2 separate regions of the Rattus norvegicus genome follow, and region 1 is linked to region 2. Evidence: chromatin contacts called from public Hi-C data. All regions are on one chromosome and are shown on one strand. The core of a region is the stretch at or near the end of the contact, and the rest is flanking DNA. Distances in the headings are between cores, read along the strand shown.

What was found. Hi-C and Micro-C count contacts between places; a contact is called where the count stands out from the background.
Region 1: a Hi-C map of frontal cortex shows a contact between it and region 2, with 2.0 times the contacts expected there. The contact joins the enhancer-like site here to the promoter of Hmces in region 2. A contact is called at or near these places in 2 of 12 Hi-C or Micro-C datasets (frontal cortex and liver) and 1 of 1 datasets of contacts at active chromatin or transcription factors (oligodendrocytes).

The regions. Positions count from the first base shown.
Region 1 is chr4:122,009,159-122,014,779 of GRCr8, forward strand. No RefSeq gene overlaps it. Among named protein-coding and RNA genes, the nearest start is that of H1f10, 13 kb to the left of the region's middle. Within about 2 kb of position 2,478, at least 64 of the 93 cell types and tissues checked have an H3K27ac peak or open chromatin away from gene starts, as enhancers often do.
Region 2 is chr4:121,948,016-121,953,554 of GRCr8, forward strand. Hmces (5-hydroxymethylcytosine binding, ES cell specific) reads left to right here and starts at 2,825. Exons shown (of 6, transcript NM_001025047.2): 1 at 2,825-3,029. The coding sequence starts at 2,847. It overlaps Copg1 (COPI coat complex subunit gamma 1), which reads left to right. Exons shown (of 24, transcript NM_001031822.4): 24 at 360-1,804. The coding sequence ends at 490.

The DNA of each region.
Region 1 (5,621 bases), core at 1,228-3,727, 61 kb after region 2:
TTACATATATTAAAGTTAATACCTCCCCACCCTCCCCACCCCAAAAAAACCCAGCCTATCATCTAACACCTGCTGGGCGTGCCCTTGGAAGAGGCCTTGTTCTTTACAAGGTCGGCAGGGCCCTTAACACACCCGTGCCTTGTCCCAGCCTCTATCTTACATGAAGAAGCTGAGGTGGGCCCCGGAGGCGTGTCCGGAATATAGTCCAAGCACACTTCCCAGCTCCTGCTCTCGTCCTTGTGACTGTCCAGCTAGCAGGGGTCACAGAGGCACCTGGCCAGTCACATCATTAGGGATGAGAAGCCACAAGGTTGGGCAGGGAATGCAGAATGAGTTCACTCAGCCTCCTGGGACTCTGCTCAAAGACAACCATCAGGTGTACCAAGAAGCTCTGCATATGTGTCACTGGCAGCAGCCCCAGAAATGGACTCCAGCCTCAGACGCCTCCCCGGGGAAGGGAGTAACTGCGATTTGTTGCTTAAGCAGCTTCCTGGCCCCCAACTTCTTTGTGCTGCCTGCACTGTGAACGTTAATAAGGCTGAAACCCCCATGCTCATTATTGACATAACAGAAGAAACAAATTAATTTTTCTGATAATTCTAGACTCTGGGTCTTCTCTCTCTAAGGTCAACTCCTATGTAGACATTGCCCCAATAAAACCCAGCAAGTATTTGAGACATTTCCCCCATGAGAAGCAAAAAGGCCGTTTCTGTCCTTTTCTCAGTGCGTGCTACAGAAGGAATAAGCGACATTTGGTGAGAAATGTTCATTTTTCAAAAGTTTGAATTCCTCTGTGTCCCCCCGCGCCCCCCCCGCTCCCCAAGAAGTTTTAGGCCCTGCCCTAGACAAAGAAATTTTCAGTTCTGTAACCTAGCTATACTTTTTACTCTACAACTGAATTTTATACTCTTTCCTCAAAGGAGGCTGAGAGGACTCAGCACTGGTCACTTGCCTAGTAGTCCTGAAGGCCTAAGTTCCATCCTGCCACCAAAAAGAGAAAAAGTTTACCATTCTTTATCAGCACCATAATTAGCAGACTTAGTTTTCAAATTAGATTTAAGTGAATTCTGTTTTAAAGTCAGGAAAAGAAAGGCCTTCATGAAGAGCAGCCACCAACTAACCACACTGGCCAGAACCATGTTGGCTGTGGAGCAACCTAGTCCCTTAGTCCAGCTGAGACCGACCAGACCAGGGCACGGCCCAGCCCAGCCAAGAGCCTGCAGGTTCCCTGTCTGTCTGTGCACGTGGCTGTGGTTTCAGAGTAGCGTTAGCTATTCATCTGGAAGCAGGGTCAAAGTTCTTCCCTGGGGGAAATCGCACAGAGAGTAGCGATTCCCCAGACTTTTAGGCAGTACAGGACATGCTTGTCACTGTTACACACACCCGTCAGTCCTGCTTCCTCACTCCTAGCCTTAAATAAAGAGGTGATTTTGGTTTTGTCGCTTTTTAATGTTCCTATCCCATAGCTAAGGTAGAAGGGCATCAGGGCACAGAAAGGCAGGGACTTCGGGTTCTGGGTGGTGGTTCCTTTCATTACTGGGGGGCCCAGGCAAGGATCGACACCATGGGCCAGGGCTTTGGACACTTGTAAGCCTGCCCGATAAAACTTCAAGAATTGGGACACATGCCTTTAGTCTCAGCATTGAGGAGGCAGAGGCAGGAGGATCTCTGAGTTAGAGAGATCCTGGTCTATATAGTGAGTTCCAGGATAGCCAGGACTATGCAGAGACCCTATTCCAAAAAAGCACCCCAAAAAGGAAGGATAATTAGATTCCTGGGAATCTAGGTCCACAGAAGCATTAATCTAAGGAGTTTCTGTCCTTGCCCATCCAGGTTGGTCTTCTATTACTAAATACCTGGGGTTTGTTATTTTATTTTGAAGCTTCCATTAATCCTGCCCCATCTGAATCCAGTGTCTCCAGTAGCCTGGGGCCATGTCAGGTCCAGCCTGGCTTGAACACCCTTTTCTACCTGGGGGCCCTTCTGTGATTTCGGCTTTACACTAATGTCCCCAAACACTTCGTGCCCAGTTCCCCTCCACAGAAAGACCCTCTCCAAACACCCCATCTGAAGCAGGGTTACCCAGTGCCATTCCTGTCTTTCCTCCTGGGCACTTCAAGTTCTGTGCTAGCTAGTCTCTTCTGGTCCTATCAGTCAGTCTTTGTAGCCAAGTCCCGTGTAACTGGCACTCATGCTCGCAAATGTTCATTTGCTTAAGTGATGGAGGAAGGGTCTCAGGCCTGGTGCTGGGTACAGGGTAGCCAGCCCGATCCAGAGTGCCTCAGGCGACCCACAAGGCTGTTGTCCAGCTACATTAACAGGAATGAAGAAAGACTTTGTTGCTGACGCGGTCTTGGGCCACGGAGGATGGTCCAGCTCCTAGGAAGATAGAGCTGCCTCCCTGGTTCTCAGGGCCCCGCTGGCCCTGCTACTGGAGGTGACAGCATCTTCTGATCCACTGCCTTTCAGCTCAGCAGTTGGCCGTTGGGTAAGCGTTGGGAGCGCCCATCCCCCGCCTCCCCATCCTATCTCCATGGAGATCCACACTTTCCCCGCCCACCAGTCACAGAGGCAGAGGCGGGGCAGGGAGGGGGCAGCGCCGCCTCTGCGCTGCAGTCACAATGCTTTCTCACAGACCCTTCTCCTGCGAAACAGCCAGTAGAACTAGGAAGGGCGTGGGGTCTTGATGTGTTTGGTGCCCAGGGCTGCCCCGCACTAGTGTTTGCTGCAGCCACACCCTTCTATAGATCTGGTGACGGGTTTCCCAGCAGAAGCCAGAGAGGGAGGGCCCAAGGGGTTTCCCCAAGGACCGTATTCCAGGTAATCTGAGGTCATTGCTTTCGCCCTTCCAACACATTAGGTTAAGGCGCCTCCACTTTATTACTTAGGAAGCTGAAAGAACATTCCACAGGACCTCATCCTCTATCCCAGACTAGGTCAGGGTGTGAAACACACACACACACACACACACACACACACACACAGAGAGAGAGAGAGAGAGAGAGACAGAGACAGAGACAGACAGAGACACAGAGACAGAGACACAGACACAGAGAGAGAGACTGAGAGAGACAGAGACAGAGAGAGAGACACAGAGAGAGACTGAGAGACCCCCCAGCATAAGATCCAAAGGGTCACGGCATCTTTGTGCTGAGGCTGACCAACCTTCGAGCAGACCTCTGGGGTGCCAGCCACCTGAGACCGCCTGGCAGGTCTGGCTGCTCCAGTGACCACAGGATGAAGGTCCTATTCCTGTGTTTTCCAGGCCTGAGCAGCAAGCACCTTATAGCTCATTATCTCAAACCCAGAGCCCTGGTCCCTGCAGTGTCAGGGACATATAAACAGCCACATTCAACACACTGATGACTTCTCTTTGTCCTTTTACTTATTTAATTTCCTTTTGTTCCGGGAAATAAAAAAACAAGACAACAAACCAAAAAAAAAAAAAAAAAAAAAAAAAGAACAGAACACAGAGCACTGGGCAAATCCCTCTCAGGGTTGCTCAGACTTGGACCAGGGAGAAAGTACAGGTGAACCAAGCACTTCATGGGGGTTAGAACCGGAGGGGCCGAGACCTGCTGTGTCAAGCCTGGTGTGGATCTCAGGACACATGGCACACTGAGTAGTCCTTTGTGTGTGGTTTTATCGTCTTTGGCTTTTGTTTCTTTTTGTGTGTGTGTATGCATGCGTGCATGCGTGTGTGTGTGTGTGTGTGTGTGTGTTTTGTGTGTTAAAAGTCATATCTTACTGGGAGAAGGGCAGGCCAGAAGAGGGCACTAGGTTGCCTGGAGCCGGAGTTCTAGGCTGTTGAAAGCAGCCAGTGCGATCACACTCTTCTTAAAAACACTGGTTTTCACCCAGCCTGATAGTATTTGGTTGTTGTCATCCCAGCACTTAGGACACTAGGGCCCTGTCTCCAAACAAACCCCTCAGAGTAAAGCAAACTGAAGACAGCTCTGTGGTTGCACAGATGGGACCACAGCTGTGACTCCAGCTATTCCCAGCTGAGGCATGGAGAGCTAAGGCAGGCTTCCTGCTCCCAGGTCAGAGGGCATCTAGCCAACAAGGGACAGGGGAGGGCCCAGGAGCCCTAAAAAATACTCAAGGTGGTGTCAATGTAACAAACGGCTTCCAGCCAACTCTGGCTGTTCAAAGGTGCTCCTTTTCTCAGAGTCTCTTCTGTCTCCCAGTTCAATTCTGTTTATGCCAGAATGAATTCAGCAATCGTCTAGACTGGCATCTTCACCCATTACATTTCTTGGGGGTTTACCAGGATTTGGGAAATTGTTACGCAGATTTAAAAGACTCAAAGGTGGCTGTGACCCATCCAGTACTCTGAGGGCCCCCTCTGAGCAAAGGGGACACACTGATTACAGCTCCCATGGTGAGAGCCCTGTAAGCCCTCACCTCCACTAGGAGGAGAGTAGGGCTCCGGCTCTGATGTATGCATGTGTATTCTGAACTTCTATGGCAGGAAGGAGATTGCTCCCTGAAGAACCAGCCATTTTTAAGAGACTGTGCAAACTGGACCTCAAGAAACAGACAGCAAGGAACAGATAGTTTTCCAAGGAAGAAGGTGGGAAGAAGTAGAGAAAGGTTCACAGGGAAGGGGAGGATCCATGCTCTGCCAGCTAGAGCTGCCTTACATCATCCTGGCTCCTGGGCCCTTCAGTTGAATAAGAGCTAAGTGGAGAAGCTAGGGGGAGTCTGGCTGTGGCTTCTTGTGCCTCCTCTGCAGGCAAAAGTTGGAATTGTCTTCTTCCGACCTGAGAAAGTGACGCCAACATTGCTCTGAGTTCAAGGTAGGAAGTCTGGGATTCCAAAGCTGCTGAGAGAAGCAGGACGGAAAGCTTCGTCTCCAAGTAAGGAATCATCACTGGATGCTGCCGATGCCGAAGGGCGTCATCTGCCTGCAACCTCCTAGATGCTTGGCGTGGTCTTGTAGCTCTCAAGGGGTAAGAATGTCCCATCTGTGAAGTCTGACGCGGGGGCTATGGTGGCAGGAACAGGGTCAGCCTTAGCTAGACTGCGCGTGTATAAAGTGCTCTCTCCACACACATCCCTTCCTCTAACCCAGGCCTCCCCAATGTCTGTAGTGTGTGGCCTTGCAGTAGACACCGTGTTGGCTGTCAGGCCCTGTGGGAGAAGGCTCGCTTAAACACACAAGAGGCCTGGTTCCTATCCTCAGCACTTGACCGAGTCAGTCAGTGAGGAAAAGAGAAAGGAACCTTCCATCATGGGTTTCCAGGTGCCAGTAGCTAGTGGCAACAAGGGATCAGCCTGTTGGGGTGGGAGTTTGGAGATAAGGGCTCCGCTGGCTCCTGACTCCTCTGTGTCCACACCTCCCAGCCTCTTCCCGCCTGCCTGCTTTTGCTCTCTCCCTTCGTGCTCTGGGGCCTGCCTGCTTTTGCTCTCTCCCTTTGTGCTCTGGGACCCACCCTTTCATTGCTACTTTCCAGTCACTGCGACACGAACAAGCTGAGGAAAAATGCTCTCTAGATGGCAGGTTATCTCCTCTCAGTGCTCATCATACCTGCTTACGAATTTGAGGAGAGAGTACATTTATTTACTCTAGAGTTTTTCTTGAATGTTAGGTCCTATAAGAAGGAATTCACTAAGCC
Region 2 (5,539 bases), core at 1,575-4,074:
GCTCACCATCACCAGGCTCACTTCTCTGGCCTTGATGAAGCAACTCAGTCCCTCGGGCCTGGCAAACACCTGCTTTGTGGTTTTCTTATTAGGGCCTGCCCCTCATCAGCACTCTCGGGTTCAGCCACTGTGAGCCTCTACTGTGAGGTATAAGCCTTACATACCGAGCGTTCAATGAGCCTGGCAGGGGCTCAGGTGATCTAAGTTACTGATATATACAGTGATTCCTAGTTGCTGTGCCACTCGGTCTGCAAGGGTTCCAGAGCTCAGCAGGGAGGCCTTGATCAGTTGCTGCACGTGTCGCTCTCTGCATAGCTTCCTTCAGCCTCCCAAAGCTCTGTCTGCCTCCTCTCTTCTAGGAGTGTTCCGGGGTGGTCATGACATCCTTGTGCGTTCCCGGCTTCTGCTTTTGGACACAGTGACAATGCAGGTGACAGCCAGAAGCTCAGAGGAGCTGCCAGTAGATATCATCTTGGCGTCTGTGGGCTAAAGTTCCGGCCTAAGCCCTACTGTCTTGCCCAACACTACGCTGATGCCACTTCTTCCCTGTGAAGCCGGTGGAAACCCTTCCCCAGACCTCTGTTTGGAAACAATCAAGAATCAATACAGATTTTTTTTTAAATTCCATCCTATCATTCAGGAATGCTAGGGTAGATTTTGTCACCTTGCCTTCAAGGAGACGTCACAAATGAATAAAATGTTCAGATTTTCTCGAATACTGATACCCAAAGAAGCCGTCTCATCCGTATAGTAAGACAGCATGTATTTCTCGAGTAATAGCTGCTTCTGCAGGCTCGCGCTTAGGGCCGTCACTTTTCCTGGAGGCCTCCTTCACCAAATGGAGTAGTGCAGTTCTCCTGGGGACTGTGTCAGTGCCAAGCTTAGGATGGGTCTAAAGGCTAGCCGAGTGACAATAGCTGGCAGGTCTGATAAGCCATTCATCCTCGGGCATTTATAGATGGATGGGTCTCCAAAGGGCTAAGGTCCTTCACCTGGGTGTTACCTGATCAGCTCTGGATTAGAGGGTGTCATGGCTTTCTGCTCTGGGTCTGTGAGTGGGAAGAACAGTATCTGCATTCCCTTTGGGAATCCTATGGTATGTCTCAGTGCTTGGGCTTTAAACTCAAATCAGGTGGTTTTAAACTGTTGGAAACACCTCAAGGACTGGACCCCTGATGGGGCTTCTGAGATGGGTCAGCAGGTAAAGGTACCTACCAAGATGGACTACCCACTCGGTAGGAGAGAACCGGTTTTCAGTAGTTGCCCCCTGACCTCGTGCACACCTGTATACTGTATGCCCATGCACATACACAGGTACGCGTTAGAACAGGGGACTGACCCCGGAGGCCGATTCCCATAACCTGAAGAGATGAGGCTACGCTTGAGCATAGTTAAGCTGTCTTTGCTAAGGCCCATTTCATGATTTATGGTCCTGGCTCCTCCATGTGCTTGGTCATGCCTGCTGTGTTGAACTAAGTCACGTGATATTAAATTTCCTAACAGGATATAAAGAGTCAGATTTTTCATTTGGGGAGTTTTCTCAGGTAGGTGACCTGAAGGCTGCTCCCTAAAGACATTTCTCTGCCCCCCACCTTCCATCCCTCTCCTGGGGTTTGGAACAGCTGCTCTTGCCTGGCCTCTCTCCCTCGTTCCTCTTTACAGGAAAAAGCCTGTCTGTCCTTCAAGGCCACATCCTGCTTAGACCTTCATGATTGTATTCTTTCTGCCTAATACCCCCCACTCTACTCCCAGGCCTGGTCATAGCCTGGAAGCCATTCCATTCAAATAAACTTCACTAAAAAAACTGAGTGTCAACCTCCTTTTGTGAAGATTACTGCCAGCTCTTGTTTTCTTTAAGGGTGTATGTACACCCCACACACAGATGTTAAAGAGGAAACAAGGTGGGGCTTCCTGACCCTTAGAGGGTTCTTGGTGGATAGCTAGAAAGTCTCAATTCTGGTGGCCTTACACATTTCCTGGTTTCAGAGACTGGCCTGAGGAGGAGGCCTGGAGTGCTTGTCTCAGGTGAGTGTATTTTGTCTTGCTTTAAGGTGGTGAATCAACGGAACTTGGTTTCCAGCTTGCTCCTCACCTAGCCACACCCCCACCTGTGGGGAGGAAACCCCATGGCGTCACGTCACGTCGGGGGCGGGGCGGGATTACCGAAGGGCGGGGCTAGTGCTCTTTAGGTCGACGCTTGAGCGCGGAGAGTGGACTGGACTATCTGGTGGTGAGGAGACGCGGACGCCTGGGGGACCGGCTCGCCGAGGGGCGTGGGGAGGGCCTCGCCCAGAGGACGCGGGCGGGCGGACGGGCGGAGAAGGGGGCTGCGCTAAGGGGACCCGGGCCGTCGGAGGATCCGGCTCCCCTGAGGGGGAAGGGAGCGGGCGGAAGAGAGGACCCAGGGGAGGGGGACGCAGACGGGCGGGCTGAAGAGAGGGCCCCGCCGAGGGGGATGCGGACAGGCGGGCTGAGGAGAGGGACGCGGCGGGCAGAGGACCGCCCACGTTCTTAGAGGGAGACTCCGCGCCGACCAGGCCCCGCCCCGGAGCAGAGCACGTCCACGCAGGGCAGTAGTACGGTCTCCGCGATCCTCGAGTGTTGTTGGTGTGAACGCAGAGAGCTCTCACCTTTCTCTGCTGAGTCCACCGAAGCCAACCTCGGAGGACCGGCCTTCTCGCCTAACGCCTGATGAAGGCCTGCTTCTGGACTGTGGGCCCCGCAGTGGCCAGGACCTAATGGAGCCTCCGTGGAAGATGTGGCTTCTCAGGGAGGATGCTGTGACCTAGGCGGTAAAACCTTACGGTTTTGTGACTTTTTGTAGGTCTGAGAGGCATTGCTGAAGTATGTGCGGGCGAACGTCCTGTCACTTGCCTAGAGATGCTCTCACTAGAGCCTGTGCCTATCTGGATCGGCAGGGCAGGCGTCAGCTCCCGCAGTGGAGGGACCCTGATAAGTACTGCCCCTCCTACAACAAGAGCCCGCAGTCTAGCAGCCCAGTGCTTCTCTCCAGACTGCACTTTGAAAAGGTAAGGAGTGTGGCGGCATCCTATGAGCTTCTGGCCCAGCATCCTAATGGCATCGACTCCTGATTCCTGTGATGTCTGCCCAGCCTCCGAAATGACCTTGAAAGCAGCCCTTACAGATACATTAAGGCCCTAGTCACCCTGGGCCTCAGCAAGGAATGAGTCCATATTCTTCAGGGTCAATTAAACTGTTTCAACGCATGCCCAAGCTATGTGAATCTCATATTTGAATACATTTAAAAATATTTTGAGATAGACTCTTAACTATGAATGTAACTCTAGCTGTCCTGGAACTCACCATATAGGCCAAGCTGAACTCAAATTTGCAGCAAACCTGCCTCTGTCTCCATACACACCTCTGTGTCACAGGTGTGTATGCTCTTGACAAGCTTGAATCTTTTTTTTTTTTTCTTTTTTCTTTTTTTCAGAGCTGGGGACCGAACCTAGGGCCTTGCGCTCGCTAGGCAAGCGCTCTACTGCTGAGCTAAATCCCCAACCCCGAATCTTTTTTTTTTTTTAAAGATACCTTTCAAATATTACTGACATGTCAGTGTCATTCATATATATGTGTGTGTGTGTGTGTGTGTGTGTGTGTGTGTATAATATATATATATATCTCACAAAAACCCAAGTGGGGTGGCACACACCTTTAATCCTAGCCAGGGGAAGGCAGATCTCTGAGTTGGAGGCCAGTCAAGGCTGTATAGTAAAACTGTGTCTCAAAAAACAAAACAGAACAAAAACTGATTGTGGAGCTTGCAGCATGGCTCTCTGGGAAAGAACACTTCCTGCAAAGTAGGAGAGAACCAGCTCCTGCAAGTTGTCCTCAGATTCCACACCCACTCTGTGTCATGCACGCAAGATAGTGGACACAAACACAGAATAAATGTAAAGAAAAATTAGTGTGATTGGAGCTGGTGATAATACTCAGAGATATAGAACATATTTCATATGCTCCCAGTCTTGGGTTCAGTCCTAGCACACAAAATATTTTTTATTTTTTTTTGTAAAAAATTTAAACAATTTTTATGTATACTAACGTTTTACCTGCATGTATGGATGTATGTATGTGTACCAGGTATTTGCCTGGTACCCTTGGAAGTCAGAGCTTCAGATCCTCTAGAACTGAAGTTACCAAAGGTACAATGTGAGTGCTTGGAATTGAACCCAGGTCCTCTGCAAGCGCAAAAAGTATCCTTAACCATTGAACAGACCATGGTCCCTATTTCAGTGGATGGATCTTGGGGAGCGGGAATGGGAAGGTGGAGTCCCTAGCAAGCATAGCCCTCCTTTGGGTCATTTGGGTCATTTGGGTTTGCCCATGTAGTGTTTGACTGCACATCGGTAATATGATTTGTTTAGATTGCTAGGGTTTCTTAATTCGGTAAATATTTGATACTTTATTTTTTCAAACCTACAAATTCTAACACAAAATTAGGAACATTTCAGTGGTTCAACTGCCAGCATGTAATTATAGCAATATTTGTATTTGAAACCGCTGATTTGCAAAGTACTTCCTCTTTTTTCCCCCCATCTACCACAGTGCCACCAGCTGTTCTATTGCAAAGTCAGACCCCGTGGAGGAAAAGATGACTCGTACTGAGCAATACTTTCAGTATCCTGGCTTCCCAGCCACTTCGTATGCATTGTCCTCGAGTTTGGGGACGCTTCGTGCAGGGATGAAAACACTCAAAAGTGACCAGTAGTAAGAACAGGATTTCTCAACCAAGATGTCACTGAAGTTTAAAAATATTTTCTATTTCTCTTTATGCGCATAGGTGTTTTGCCTGAATGAATGTCTCTGCACCGCATGTACACATGTACAGTGTCTGTAGATGCCAAAAGAAGGCACCATTGAGGTGCTTCCCCCACAACCTTACCTGCCTACAGCTTGCCTGGGAGGGCTGGGGTTTCGTGAGCTCTCTTCTGCCTGTGGTGGGAGCTGAATGTTGATGTGCCCATTCTTGAGTAGATCTTGTACACTATGCCCAGCTTAGTCTTCCACTTTTATATCCTTTTATTTAATTGTTGACAATGTCATGCATGGATCTAATGTACTGTGATCAGTCTAACAACACCCATTACTTCTCAGCCCCGTCTGCTGCTCTCTTCAACCTTCTACTACTTTCTTCCCTTTTCCAATGGTTACCTTTTTTTAATTCTGTCTTCCATGATGCTCCCTGTGCCTCACAGGGATGATATAGGTGTCCATTTGGAGCTGAACACTTCTTCTCATTCTTCTCAGTACTTTGACCAGCTGTGAGTCTCTGCAGTAATCTTTACCCTCTACATTCAGGAACTTCTCTGACCAGGGCAGAGAGCAGCACTGAACTCTGGGTATACTTGTAAATATTTAGCTTCACACCATATCCATTTATCAGAAAAGACGACTAATAGTATCATTCCTTGGGCCTATGACCTACTTTAGACAGTAAATCAGGTTAGTCTGAAATTCACAATACACCTGTATCATCTCCCAAGTATTGGGATTATGAATGTTTTCTACCCACTAC